Linked DNA regions of Mus musculus: regions 2 and 3 are each linked to region 1. The links are chromatin contacts, called in public Hi-C and promoter capture Hi-C maps. All regions are on one chromosome and are shown on one strand. Each heading gives the region's core, a stretch centred on a gene start, on an enhancer-like site or on the middle of the called end of the contact. The rest is flanking DNA. Distances are from core to core; before and after follow the strand shown.

Region 1 (4,447 bases), core at 880-3,379:
ACTTGAAGAAGGTCACCCTTGGCTACATCATACTAAGTGATAGGCCAGCCTGGGCTACACAACACCCTTGTTTCAAAAAAAATAGATAAAATTAAAAATAAGATCCTAAGGACATGTTAGTGGGACTGAAGAGATGGCTCAAATGGTTAAGAGCACTGTTATTCCAAAGGACCTGGGTTTGATGCCCAGCACCCACACAACCCTCCAAAACCCAGTTCCAGGGGATCAGATGCCCTCTTCTGGCTTCCAAGGGACTGGGCACATACATGGCAATAATGTACACACATATACGCAGCTACCTATACGTAAGAAATTTTAAGTTCATTTTTTTCAATTCTCAGTAGCTTTTCTTAGACGACACCATTGTCCTTACTAACTCTAGTGTCAGAAGTTTAGCTTGATACCGGATTAGCCCACTTAAGTAATAAATAAGAAATAAAGAAATAAAGTAGCAAATATAAGCAACTTCTTACATCTTTACAAAAATCCCCCCCCCACAGAAAATTGCTCTAAAATTTGGGGGTGTGGAATATAATTTATTCAGCTTCCAATGCACAACCAGTAAAGTACACGTTTGTACCAAACTTTCTAATCTTTTCCCTCCAGTATTATGATCTTATGTCATTTATGTTGTAGTACAAATTTTTACCCACTGAGAAATCTATACTTTAATAAAGCCAAGCCTCTAAGGGCTTCCATGCTGTTACAAACTAAAACCACAGTAGCTGTCACCCCAGGCTCAGAAGGCCCCATGAGAATCCACTGGATTCCTCCTTCCTTGTCTGTCTTTTTCTCCTGAGAAATAAAAGTTGAACCGGCTGGCATTCCCACCGTCGACAAGCCTGTAACAAGAACATTTACTTCTCTTTCTTAAAAATCAAAACAAAATAGGGTGTCACTACGTAGCTCAGGCTGGCCTCAATGAGACTCAGGAGTCTCCAGCCACCATAGGCTGTATTAACAGCTCCAATATACAAGGGAGAAAGTAAGGTGAAAGGAAAAACAGATGGGGCTGCTAACTTCTTTTAGTGGGAGCTGAATCACATTTTTAGACGTTCTGCTGTTCATTTCCTTCCAATCAGCAAACCACAGTATCATATGGCACCTGCTCAATACTACACTCAATCAGCAGTAAGGTAAAATCTTGAAACTACTGCGTGTCAAAACACTTTGGCACCGGGACCAATGGCATCCAAGCCACCACCGTAAACCCTGGCCTTTCAAAGTCTTATTCTGCTCAGCTGTGCTCTCAAAGCCCAAAGGCGGGCGAAGAAGACAGTGAGTTCTGACGAACCAAAAATGGTCAGGGAACCTAGACAGTAATTCTAAACATTGGATGTGTGCAACTGGGCAAACCATCGCTTTACATTTCGAGGCCTGGTACAAAAGAACACTTTCGGGGAGCGCACGGGCTTGGCACGGAAATACTTGCCGCGTTCAGCTCTGGCACTCCAGAGGCCTACCCGGGAACCTGAAGTTTCAAGTCGCCAACTGAGCATAGCATCACAGCGCTACCCAAGAATGCGGCCCTCCAGGGAGGGAGGCTCGCCGCCGCAGCCCGAGCCCGGAGGGGGACTGCAAGGAAAGGCCGGGGAGGTGGGGAGCCTCGGCCGTGGGCCGCAGCCGCTGTCCGGACGCCTCCCTGCGCCTCCCCGCGCCCCCGCCGCACGGACGGACGGACGGACGGACAGACAGACGGCTACGGGCCCGCAGGAGCCAGCGCGGAGGCCCGGCGGCGCCTGCCCAGCCGGACACACCTCGGCGGGGACCGCGGCTGGAATGACAGCCCCGGCCGAGCGCCGCAGGGCTCGCGTCCCGGGAGAGCCCGGAGACTAGGGTCCCCCGGGTAGCTGTGCGCTTAGGACCACACAGCCCCGGGACCGCACGGCGCAGCACGCACTCCCGAGGGGAGGCTGGCTGGACCTGCCATCCTCCTCCCACAGTCGGGCTTCTCCACCACGCCGTGGCTCCCGCCTCGCCTCCGCCCTGCACCGCCAGCCTCGGAGCCCCAAGAGCTGCCTCGGGGGAACGTGTCGCAGCCCTCACTCGCCCCCCGGTTACGACATCAGTCACCAGCAAGTCACTCACTCCGCTTCCGCCATCTTCTCTCCTCCATCACTAACACGAAGTGCGCATGCGCCTCCTTTTCCCCCTGCAAGAGCCAAGAGCCGAGGGGCGGGATCTGGGGGGCGGGGGGCGCAGAGGTCACGTGAGGCCAGCGACTGCCAGGCTCCCTCCCACCTCAACTCTCTCTGTGAGGTGGCCTGTGTTTCCCTAAGTGGTCCTTCCCAGACACCCTCTATTTCTATGGCTCAGAATCTTTGTCTTAGCCCGGGGTCTGCGACGAATATAGAAAAAGTTCTGCTTAGCGCTGGAAATGTAGAAGTTGCTAGAATACTTTCAGAAACGTGCATCAAGTCTTAGGTTCAATACCCAGCCCCACATAAACCAGACATGGCTAGGCCCTTAGAAAGTGTTGTTTTGAATAAAAATTCAAAGTCATCCTAGACTATATAATGTAAAACAGAAACCCCATGATCCTGGTTCTATAAGAAAGCAGACTGAACAAGCAGCAGCCCTCCACAGCCTCTGCATCAGCCTCTGCATCAGCTCCTGTTTCCAGGTTCCTGCCCTACTTGAGTTCCTGTTCTGATTTCCTTTGGTGATGAACGGTGCTATAGAAGTGTAAGCCAAATAAACCCTTTCCCTCATGTCCTGCTTTGGGGATGGTGTCCCCATACCTTGCAAGGGTAAGCTTCTGTTTCCTGAACCTAAGATATCCTGAAAACCATGCTTTTTAACCTCTGCTGAATTTGTAACCCCATGATGTATACTCCTTTGCCTTGCTAAACTCCTGAACATCTCTGATGACTCCCCTTCCATATAGTGTCTTACCCTTGTATACCTCACAGCCGGCCTTGAGCCCTGAGTCCCCCCATTCTTCTGTCCTGGTGCTAACAGCCAACGCTCTCAACAGCTGTAATCTATCAACCCTAATCCTTGCCCCACAACAGAGACCTCAAAAGCCAGTGAGGGGCTGCTTTCTGAAACCTGAACTTGGATGAGGCAGCCTTTAGCCAGTCTAAGTATAGCTTGCTTAATCAGACAGTTGTGGAAATGTTTTTCCCCACCTCGGGTCTAACAGAAATTTTAAGGCTAGCCTGGGATATGTAAGACTGTGTTTAAAAAAAAGAAAGAAAGAAAGAAAGAAAGAAGAAAAATTAACTACAACTATAAAACATTAAAAATATGTATCCAAAATAGTCTGAAAAGTGGATTTTGTAGACATACATACACAGTGTGACTTTGCTTCATAGATCCAAGAAATAAGCAAATCTCTGTTGCTCTTGACTGAGAAAGAAGCATAGTGATCGTAAACAGTGTCTCCTATTTCCTGAGATGAAGTGCACTAATCTCAGTGTCTCAGGGTTCCATTGCTGTGATGAAACACCATCCCCAAAGCAGGTCATGGGAGAACGAGTTTATTTGGCTTACACTTCTATATCACCGTTCATCACCAAAGGAAGTCAGAACAGAAACTGAAGCAGGGCAGGAGCTGATGCAGAGGTCATGGAGGGCTGCTGCTTACTGGCTTGTTCAGTCTACTTTCTTATAGAACCAGGATCACCAGCCACAATAGGTGGGGCCTGCCCACATTGATCACTAAGAAAATGCCCTACAGGCTTGCCTACACACTGATATTATTAAGATAGTTTCTCAGTTGGGGCTCCCTCCTCGCCAATGACTTTAGCCTTGTGTCAAGTTGGCATAAAATTAGACAGTACAACTGACCCCTTAGCAGTTTGACACAGAGACACATCACTGTTAAGCCACAAATTTTCCTTTCTTTCCCATCCCTGAGATCACACATAAAGACATCACAATATAAAACATTTTACAAACTTAGAAAGTCCCATAGGCTTTAAAAATTCAAACACTTACAAATCCAGGCTCTGTAAAATATCCAGTCTCTTTTAAAATCCAAAGTCTTTTAAAAACCTAATGTCTCTCAACTGTGGGTGCCTATAAAATCAGAAATACGTTTAAAACCTCCTTACTTCAAGAAGGAAGACCCAGAGCACAATCAAATCAAACCCAAACCAAACTCCAACTGTATAAATAGCACAGTATTTGATGTCTCAGACTCACTCACAATCTCCTGTGCTCCTCCTAAGAGCTTGGATCAAGTCTCTGACTCCACCTTCAGCAGCAACACAACCTGTCTTCCGGTATCCAGCTGACTCCGTGGTTGCTGTTGTTCTTGCTAATCATCTCATGGTACTGGCATCTCCAAAATGCTGGTGTCTTCTACCACAACTGGGCTGCACTTTCAACCAACAGCCTATCTGAGGCTCTCTTCTTGGTGCCAAGCCTCTACTTTCCTCGTGACCCCTTCAGACCTGAGCCTTCAACTGCTGCTGAGGTTGCACCTTCACCAATGGCCTCT
Region 2 (4,447 bases), core at 735-3,234, 5.0 Mb after region 1:
GAAGTTAACAAACCCTGTCCTGACATCTAATAAATAAGGGGGAAAAACTCAGATGTTTTGAATACTTCTTAAAATACACTTGCCTATCAAGCATGAAACCCTGCCTAGGTTTGATCCCAGCCCTGGGCTATTTTTGGTCTCTGTGTGAGTATGAGAGGTAGGTAGCTTGTGGGGTTTTTTTCCCTCCCCCTTATAAAAATAAGTGAGATAATCTATTATTATGTCTTTCCTAAAACGGACAATAATTTGTGTTGTAGAAATTAGTTGTGGTACACATACCAAAAACAAAACTCCTAACAGTCTTACCAAACCATTTTATAACGTCTAGGAAAACAACTATAAATTTATAATGAAATATTTTTACTATAAGATTCTTATGGACCCATATTGACTTTCTAAACTAACAAGATCATACCTAGACTGTACATGTGACAGAAAATGAGTAAAGGCATAGAAAGTGCCTTAAGTTAAGGACATCTTAACAACCAGGAACCACAACCAGTACGATTGCATGACGTATGGCTAAGCTCCAAAATGAGCTGATTTAATATTAACCAAAGGAACAGAAGGCTACAAGTCCTAACCCTAGCTCTCACTGAAACGGCATGAATCCTATATTCCTAATGAGCACTGGCAGGCACTGGGTTCGAGGGCAGGTGTCTGATGTGGACTGTGGGAAACTGCATACATACTCGTGATGAATGTCCATCAGAGACGCGCACTCTATTATTTTAGCCTGCTGAAAGCACCCCAGTAAGAGAGTGGAAACTCTTGGGGGTTCAGGAGTAATATCCAAGGCCTGTTCAAATAATTAAAGGAGAACCTGCAAACTCTCTCTTGGGTCTCTGAACTTTTACTGTACTCTCAATCCAAACACTAACCGGAACTTCCTTACAAATATAAAGTTTTACGAACGTAAGCACAGAAGAGAAATCTTGACTCTGTTGGGACCTAAACACATAATCAACACATGACACCAAGGCTGGGGCCATATAAGTGTCACTGAGCGAAAATCAACCCCCCACGACTCAAGACTGGGCATACACCCTCCCCAAAGAAGCCTTTCAGCTCTCCGGAGCGAAGGACCTCATCACTTTTACTCTTCTCCCAGCAGCCAGCCGGGAACTTCAACAAGGTGTGACTGTATACTTCCAAACTGAAAAGCAGTGACCAGCAGCGCCAGGTACTTAATGACAAAGGACTCAGCTCACCACAGCGTCTTCCAGCTTCCGTGACTTTTTCTCACCCAAACAAAAACCAGGAGAGGAGCAACTTGACAAACTGTTTCTTAAGAATCACAAATGGTCCCTAACTGCTATAATAAAGCAATTACTCCTCCCACCCCAAGCACATAGAGCAGGCGCTCGGAAGGCAGCAGGTCTCGGGTCCCCCGGCTGCACTTCCGTCCGCAGCCCGGAGCCTCCCAGTCCCCTCGCAGGGACCGAGCCTCAGCCGAGCCGCCCCAACTCCCGGGCGCCTGGCGCCTGGCGCCAGCGCGGACCAGCAAGGCCGACGCCGGCTCGCCAGGGCCGCCAGCACCGAGGGGCCCGGCCGGGACCAGGCAGCGCCAGGCCCGCTGCCCAGGCGCCGCCTGGCCGCACAATGGGGCGCGGGCCGTCCCCCAACGCCTCCGCGCCCGGCCCCGCTCCGGCGACTAGGCCCCGCCGCGCTCCGCTGCCGGGCCCTCGCGTAGCGGCGGCGCCGGGGAGGGACGGGCCGAGCTGGGCGCCGGCTGAGCAGCGGTAGCGGAGCGCGGCGGGGCCGGGGGCCCGGGCCGGGCGGCACGGCGCCGCGGTTCCTCACCATGTTGGTGTCCTCCGGACCTCTCCCCTCCTCCTCCGGCTCCGCAGCGAATGGACGGCGGCGGCGGCGGCGGCGCCTCTCACGGGCTCGCCGGGCTCCCGCTCATGCGCAGTGCGGCGGCCCGCGGAGCGGCCGGGCCGCGGGAGGCGGAGGGCGCGGGCCCCGGGGTGGGCGGCCTGGCCTGCCGGCATCCGTGGCACGAGCGGCCGGGCGACCCGGCAGCCCGGGCTGCGGACACACGCTGAGACCCGCGCGGCGGGCGGCCGCGGGCACAGTGAGGACGAAGCGCCGGGGCCCTGCCTGCGCCCCCACTCAGGGCGCCCTCGTCACGGCCGCGTCCTGTCCTCCGTGCGCTCCTAATAGCTCCACGTCAGAGTTCCCAGGTAAGTTTTTGGAAGAATCCGGGAGACTATTGCGCCTAGAGCCACTGTCATGCCTGGTGGACGGGCCAAGCTTGACCTAGCCTGCCTGCTGAGCTGTGGGCCAGAAGACAAGTGTGTGCTGCAAGGAGAAGGAAATACAGTACTCCCTGCAGAGAGAGGAAATAAAACAAAGGTACGGCACATAGAAAAAGCTGTCCAAGATTGCCCAGGTTTATATATGTCATCCGCATCTTCATCACCAAACGTGGGTCTCCCTTTACCACCGGCAAATACCACCAGATCACCCCTAGAAGCTAACAATCTTAAAGTTTCTGTTAAAACAACTGTTGTCACTCCTCCTCGGAGCTTCCTGCTACTGCTTAGAACTAGCCACGTGGTGGGGGCTCCCAGAGCCCTGCAGAGGCAGATCTTTGGCACTGCAGACCTGTTGTCACCCATTCATTCTTTACACCATCAATGCGAGTGTGTGTGTGTACGCGCGCGCGCGTGTGCGTGTGTGTGCGCTGATGTGGCATCTTCTCGCCAGGCCCTAAGAAAATACCAAGTAGCAAGGGTGAAACTAGATCACACTTGTGGTTATTCTCTAGGAACTCAGCCTAGCAACTTAAAATATTAACGAAGAGGACTCAGTCTCTTGCTACACTTCATTAGACTATTGCAACAATAGCTTGTAGGTTTTCTTAAAGCTCTTTTTTTCCTAAGTGCCAACTCCAAGGGGTGATTCTTAGTTCCACTTGACCTCTTTCTCTCCTGAATTTGAACACGTCCTCCTAGAATTCCCATAATTTTTCATGACTTGATTTATTTATAGTCTCCCCTTCACTTACCATTCTTCTTTGCTAGCTAACTCTGGCTTTTCAGTGGTGGGCTTTCCAGAACCATCCCTGAATCTCTTCATATATTCCTTTTTCCTAGACCCTGCCCATATCCCAGTGAGTCCAAAATCTTATCTAAAGCTCGGCAGCGGCATGCCCTAAGCACAAATTCTGCTCATCCCACAGACCCCCCCAAAGCTCTACAAAGCCAAAATCTTATCCCTAAACCTGCATTCCCCTGCTTTTTCATCACATAAGCTAAATATCAGAACTGCCCATCTCCCTTAGTCTAAGCTCGCCGAGTTCATCATCTGAGTAAACCCGAATTCTTCCCCTGCCCTTTAATAGGGTTCATCTCTCATTGGGACCCTCCTTTCTCCATCCCCTTTTGAGATGGAGTTTCTTTATGTTGCCCAGGCTAACAGCCAACAGTGCGGCCTGGGATTGCAGGCAAGTATGTCTCCCACCCCATCTTCTCTGTACTTTTCCTTCTACACCAGAGGTGTCTGTCTGCAATGCAGACTGGAGGCTCTTCCTCAAAGTCTCCGAGAACTTTCCTAACGTGAGCCTGTCTGGAGTCATAGGCAGGTCTCTCCCTCATCTTTCCACTCCCTTTGTCATGACCCCCACTCAATGCAGCTCCTGTTTCGGTACCAAGCTTCCTGGTTTGGTCTTATTTTGTCCCTGACACACTAGGTCACAAGAGTGAGGATCCGCCATGTGTTGTACTAAGCCTCTAACACTCAAGCAAACTTCAGGTTGCAGCTACACCTATTTTGTAGGGAGCACTGACATACAGAGTGGGTAAGTAACATGCCTAATGTCACACAGCAAGTAGTAAATCTAGGAACTAGACCCAGACAATCTGCTTATAATGTGTTCTCTCGGTTACTACAGTTTATTTCCTACTCTGGATTTCTGCAATTGGGGCATCTCCTTTGCAATTTTATGGCCCCTAGATTAGAGTTAGGACATCAACTGATAATCATTTGCCTCCAAGGCCAGGGCAGAGAAAGACCAGATCATATCCATCTTTGAGATAATTTTGTTTGTTTTGTTTTTATATGGGGCCATTGGTGCCATAACATTTGTATAGAGGTCAGAGGACAAACTCAGGTGTCAGCCCATGCCATCAACTTTGTTTAAAGCGGGTCCCTGTTGCTTTTCCACCTGATATGCCAGACTGGCTGACCCTTGAACTTCTGGGGATTCTTCAGTGTCTACCTTCCGTCTCCCTGTAGTACTGGGACTACAGGCGCATGAACTATGTGGCCTGCTTTTCATGCTTTCTGGGAATTTGAACTCAAATCCTGATGCATATGCAGCAATTGTTTTACCCACTAAGCCAGCTTATCCTTGAGTTTTCAGTGTTGGGTAAGAAGCCGATCTCTCTCTCTCTCTCTCTCTCTCTCTCTCTCTCTCTCACACACACACACACACACACAC
Region 3 (4,447 bases), core at 579-3,078, 3.8 Mb before region 1:
AGAGAACTATTTTCAATGTTTAGAAAAAAAAAATTTCCCCTTTAAAAAAAAAAACTAAGAGTCAGGTATAGTGGCACATGTTTTTAATCTCAGAGCTTGGGAGTCAGACACAGGTGGAGCTCTGAGTTCAAGGCCAGTCTAGTCTACACAGCGAATTCCAGGACCAGCAGAGCTATAGTGCATCCCTGCCCAAACAAACAAATATGCCTTAGCCTTCTGAAGTGTTCACTACCATGTTTGCTTTTTTTTCCAGGAGAAAAAAAAAAAACATGTATTTTTATTTGTTTTTCAATCTCCCAGTCCAAAGGGGGAAAAGTGTGGTAACACAGCCTACAATTATGTGCAACTGTGTGCCAAAGCTTTACAATGCACCTTTAAGGATACTTTTAGTTTACATGATCCTCTTAAAAAAAAAAATCACCAAACAACTGACAATGTGTGGCCTAAAATTCCAGCACCCACAAAACAGAGGGAGGAGATACATAACTAAACCCTTTCTCACTACACCCCAAAACACTGGAAATGCTTAAATACACAGATCATTTATTACCAAAACAGCTCCATAATATACAGCAAAAGAGCTACACGCTACACTAGTGATACAACCAGCATCTAGCACCCAACATCACCGCAAACTTAAGTGCACCAGGTCACTTTCTTCCTTTTCACATATTCTACAGACCTTTTAAAAATAAACACAACGGAATCGTGATCATAAAAACAATCTATCTTTGACTCGGGATGTGACTCAGCTGCAGTCAGTGTGCATGAAGTCATCCGCGGGCACCTCAGAAACCAGGTAAGGTGAAAGTACACCTGTAATCCGAGCACCCAGAAGAGGGGGTAGAGGCAGACAGAGTTCCTTGTCACCCTAGGCTCCACAATTCAAGTCTATGCTGGGGTACCTGAGATCTTGTCTCACAAACACATGGATTCTTTTAAACAAATAGTCATTTCAGCTTTTCTTTTAAATAAACCTTTTTTTTTTCCATAAACACGTCACACCAGAGTAAGGAACCCAAACTACAATAGTGTATACGTTATTGATAACAGTGCAATTAGCGATTCTCATTTACTTAGAGCTCAATATTTTAGTCACTATCTTAAATCTTTCCCTTGCCACTTTTTAACGCTTGCAGCCATCCTAAAAGACAAATGTCACTGTCATATCCAGTTTGTGGCTAAGGAAGTTGCTCACACAGCGACTCCTAGCCGGGTCTAACTGAGGGAGCTAAGTTAACCGCTAACCACACACATCTGTGGCCAGGAAGGGGCGGGGCGGCCTGTGTTTTATATTTTTAAAAATTGAAAATCGGAATTCTACAGGAATTCCAGAGGGAAACCACAAAACAATCAAGGCAGCTCGGGGCTGCGGCGGGCGGGCGGGAGGCCAAAATCCCGGTCCCAACTGCGCCCTTCACCCTGAGGCGCCGGACAGAAGCAGAATAGATAGAGAGCCCAGCCTCCCGCAAGGAAGGGCCGGGACGAGAGCAGAGGGCAGGACAGGAGGCGGATGTGGGGAAGGAGGATGGAGGGGAGCGGGACAGACAGGTACGCAGCCGTGGGAGCTCACCGCGGCGGGGGCGCCGGCCTTGGTCGCCACGGCCCGTGCTCAGTTCCGGGTTCCCGAATCCCTTCCCGTCCCCCACTCACCCCGCAGTCCTCACCACGCTCAGAGATTTTAAAAAGGAACCACGACGGCGCAGTCCTCGCTTATCCTTCTCAAACACTAAGTCTCCCCCTCACAGGCGCCGCCATGGCTCGAGAGAGGCTGCCGCCTCCGATTCAAAAAAATCCAGTCGCTCTCTCTAAGAGCCATGCTGATTGGCGCGCTCTGTCAACCTCCTTTTGATAGGCTGGAACCTCGGGCGGACTGCCGATTGGTCAATCCCAACGTCTGCCTTCGGGAGGCGCCGGCTGATTGGTTGTGAGTGTGTTTCAAATCCGGTAAACGGCTGGAGCGTGCGAACGTCGGCGGAGTGCCCGGATGTGGGCTTGAGGAGGCGTGGCTCTGCAGCGCCTCTGGATGCAGCAGGTGTTTCTGTGGTTACCGCTTGTTTACTCCGTAAACAGCCCAGTTCCTGATGAACGGTCTCTCTGCCATCACCTCCAACTTCAAGAAAAAGTACCAAGCACCGCAAACCGATCCGCTCTTACTACTAACCAGATTTTATTTTTGAAGACAAGCTTGCATCTGAGTAATTAATATAAAAAAGTGTATAAGGAGATTTTAGAATCTCCTGAAGCAAAACTGCTTCTGGGTGGGTTGCTCCCTCCCCACCCCAACTCCCAGCTTAGGAATGTTAGTGACTGTGCTTGGAAGTCTAGAAAAGAAGGGATTGTTTTACCCCTGGGATCAGTATTGCTATTTTGAAATTTGTTTCTAGATGGAATGTTCTATAATACAGTCGCCTAGGCATACACTTCTAGCTGGGTGTGGTCTCAAAGCCTGTACTAAGGAGGACAAGACCAGCCTAGGCTATAGGAGACCAGGACTCAAAACAATTATTTTTCACTTTCAAAACCTTACCAAGTGTTTGGATCGGTTGCTAGGCCCCAAATCTCATTAAGAGGTTTTTAAAGCACTTTTGAAATTTAGATTGATAAATTTTATGTGTCTTTTTGCCTATACATATTATTTTTTCCTGAACGTATGTGCATTTGTGAGTGCCTGCTGTCCTTGGACATAGGAGGAGGCCAGATCCCCAGAGACTGGAATTACAGAGAATGATGAACCACCAGGTGGGTGCTGGAAATCAAACTCACGGCCTATGTGTGAGAAACAAACGCTTTAAACCACTGAGCCAACTCACTTTAAGCCCAAAATCTACTTTAAAACCAAAAGAACTTCTTGACAGCCTAAGCAGTTCGACAAGTCTACGGTGAGTTCATAGAATGAGTAAAACAATCTATAGTTTTGTCTGTCTGGTTGGTTGGTTTTTAGGGTTTTTTGCCTACCAGTATCTATGGCCTGCCAATCACTAGAATTCCGCACTAGCCTTTGGAGTGGAAGAAAGGAAAAATCGGCCTGGACCTTGCCCAGAGAAGTGTGCTTGCAATTTAAACTGGGGTGTGTCTGGCATTCCAAGCATTCTCCTCACTAAAGTAGAAGGCAGCCGCCTCCTTTGTGCCCTGCCCGAGGAGAGCTAGCTTCCCAGTCTGTTGGGTGAGAGTGTAGGATTGCAGTGCAGGAAGGCTAGCTTAGCCTCTTACAGCGAGGGCAGCCCTTTGGTGAGAAATGAACAAGAGATACTATCTTCACCTGCAGGTTGTTATTTACTCGGCAAATCTGTATTAAGTGTAAGAAAGTATTTGCTTGGGGGAAAGCATGAATAAGGGATAGACACAGCCTGTCAGAGTTGGGGGCTGGGAGGAATGATGTAATCCCATCACCACAGAGAGGGGAGCTACAGTTCAAGGTCATTCTAGGGTGCATACCAACTTCCAGGCCAGCCCAGGCTCTGTGAGGCCCAGACATCTTTAGACATAAAAATATAAAGAAAGTCAGATATAATAGATGGGTGTAAAGAAAGCCTAATATAGAAAACACTCTATGGGAAGTGCTGTTTTTTTCTTTTTTGAGGAAATGCTGACAGGAAGCATTTTAGATAATTGTGTGAGAGATGATTGCTGCCAATCTGTACCAAGCAGGGTGCAGATCCTGGTGAAATAAGGCACAGTCCTCTATCTTTGAATCCCTACTCCGGAGTGTGTATGTGGGGGGAGTTACTTGGAGGTCAAAAGAAAAGAATCTGTTCTTTCCTTCCACTGTGGGTTTGAGGAATCTGGCTCAGGTCATCAGGTTGTATTGCAAGAGCTTTTATACACTAGGTCCTCTCACTGGTACGTTAATGGGGGGGGGGGGGAGTTGGGAAGGGTTAAGGGGTTTCTCGCCAGTTAAGAGCTCTTGTGGCTCTTGCAGAGGACCTGGCTTTGGTTTCGAGTATCCACATGGTGGTTCAAAACCACCTCTAACTCACTCCAGTTCCAGGGGATCTTCCATCTTATGCTTTCTTTTTTTCTGGCCAAATGTGAGGATTAGACATGCAAGTGATATGTATACATACATCCAGCAAAACACTCATACACAAAAAATAAAATTTTCAAATCTAAACATGTTTTTAATGTGTAGACCTTTTTAGAAAAGCATGGTCTATTTGCTCTTTGATAAGCAGAGGGTGTGCAGAGGTAGGAACCCAGTTAAAGCTGTTCTCAGTAATTTACTCACAGTTATTGTGCAATAAGCGCTAAGCGTCCAGTAAGGTACGCTAGGAATGAGACGGAACAGACAAGAACCTTGACCTCATCCTGGAACTAGCTTTTATCCCACAAGCTTTCACAAAGAGAACAGTAATAAAAAAATAACTGTCTGATTCTGAAGCTTTTTCAAGTGTTTTCCTACTCCTGAGTCTACACAGCAACAATCTTTTTATTAGCACACTTATAG

The links. Promoter capture Hi-C pulls out the DNA fragments that hold promoters and counts their contacts. A called contact is a pair of places that touch in the nucleus more often than the background predicts.
Region 2: a contact with region 1 is called in a Hi-C map of B cells, with 5 read pairs. The contact joins the promoter of Dcun1d1 here to the promoter of Phc3 in region 1. A contact is called at or near these places in 2 of 39 promoter capture datasets (the HPC-7 cell line and pre-B cells) and 1 of 484 Hi-C or Micro-C datasets (B cells).
Region 3: a promoter capture Hi-C map of pre-B cells shows a contact between it and region 1. The contact joins the promoter of Ect2 here to the promoter of Phc3 in region 1. A contact is called at or near these places in 3 of 39 promoter capture datasets (the C10 cell line, cranial neural crest and pre-B cells).

What each region holds. Positions count from the first base shown.
Region 1 is chr3:30,967,286-30,971,732 of GRCm38.p6, forward strand. It overlaps Phc3 (polyhomeotic 3), which reads right to left and starts at 2,130. Exons shown (of 15, transcript NM_001165954.1): 1 at 2,089-2,130. The coding sequence starts at 2,102.
Region 2 is chr3:35,930,982-35,935,428 of GRCm38.p6, forward strand. Dcun1d1 (DCN1, defective in cullin neddylation 1, domain containing 1 (S. cerevisiae)) reads right to left here and starts at 1,985. Exons shown (of 7, transcript NM_001205361.1): 1 at 1,804-1,985. The coding sequence starts at 1,806. It overlaps Gm15952 (a long non-coding RNA gene), which reads left to right and starts at 2,097. Exons shown (of 4, transcript XR_880768.3): 1 at 2,097-2,186.
Region 3 is chr3:27,152,050-27,156,496 of GRCm38.p6, forward strand. It overlaps Ect2 (ect2 oncogene), which reads right to left and starts at 1,829. Exons shown (of 24, transcript NM_001177626.1): 1 at 1,654-1,829. It overlaps 1700125G22Rik (RIKEN cDNA 1700125G22 gene), which reads left to right and starts at 1,977. Exons shown (of 3, transcript NR_040548.1): 1 at 1,977-2,261; 2 at 2,691-2,882.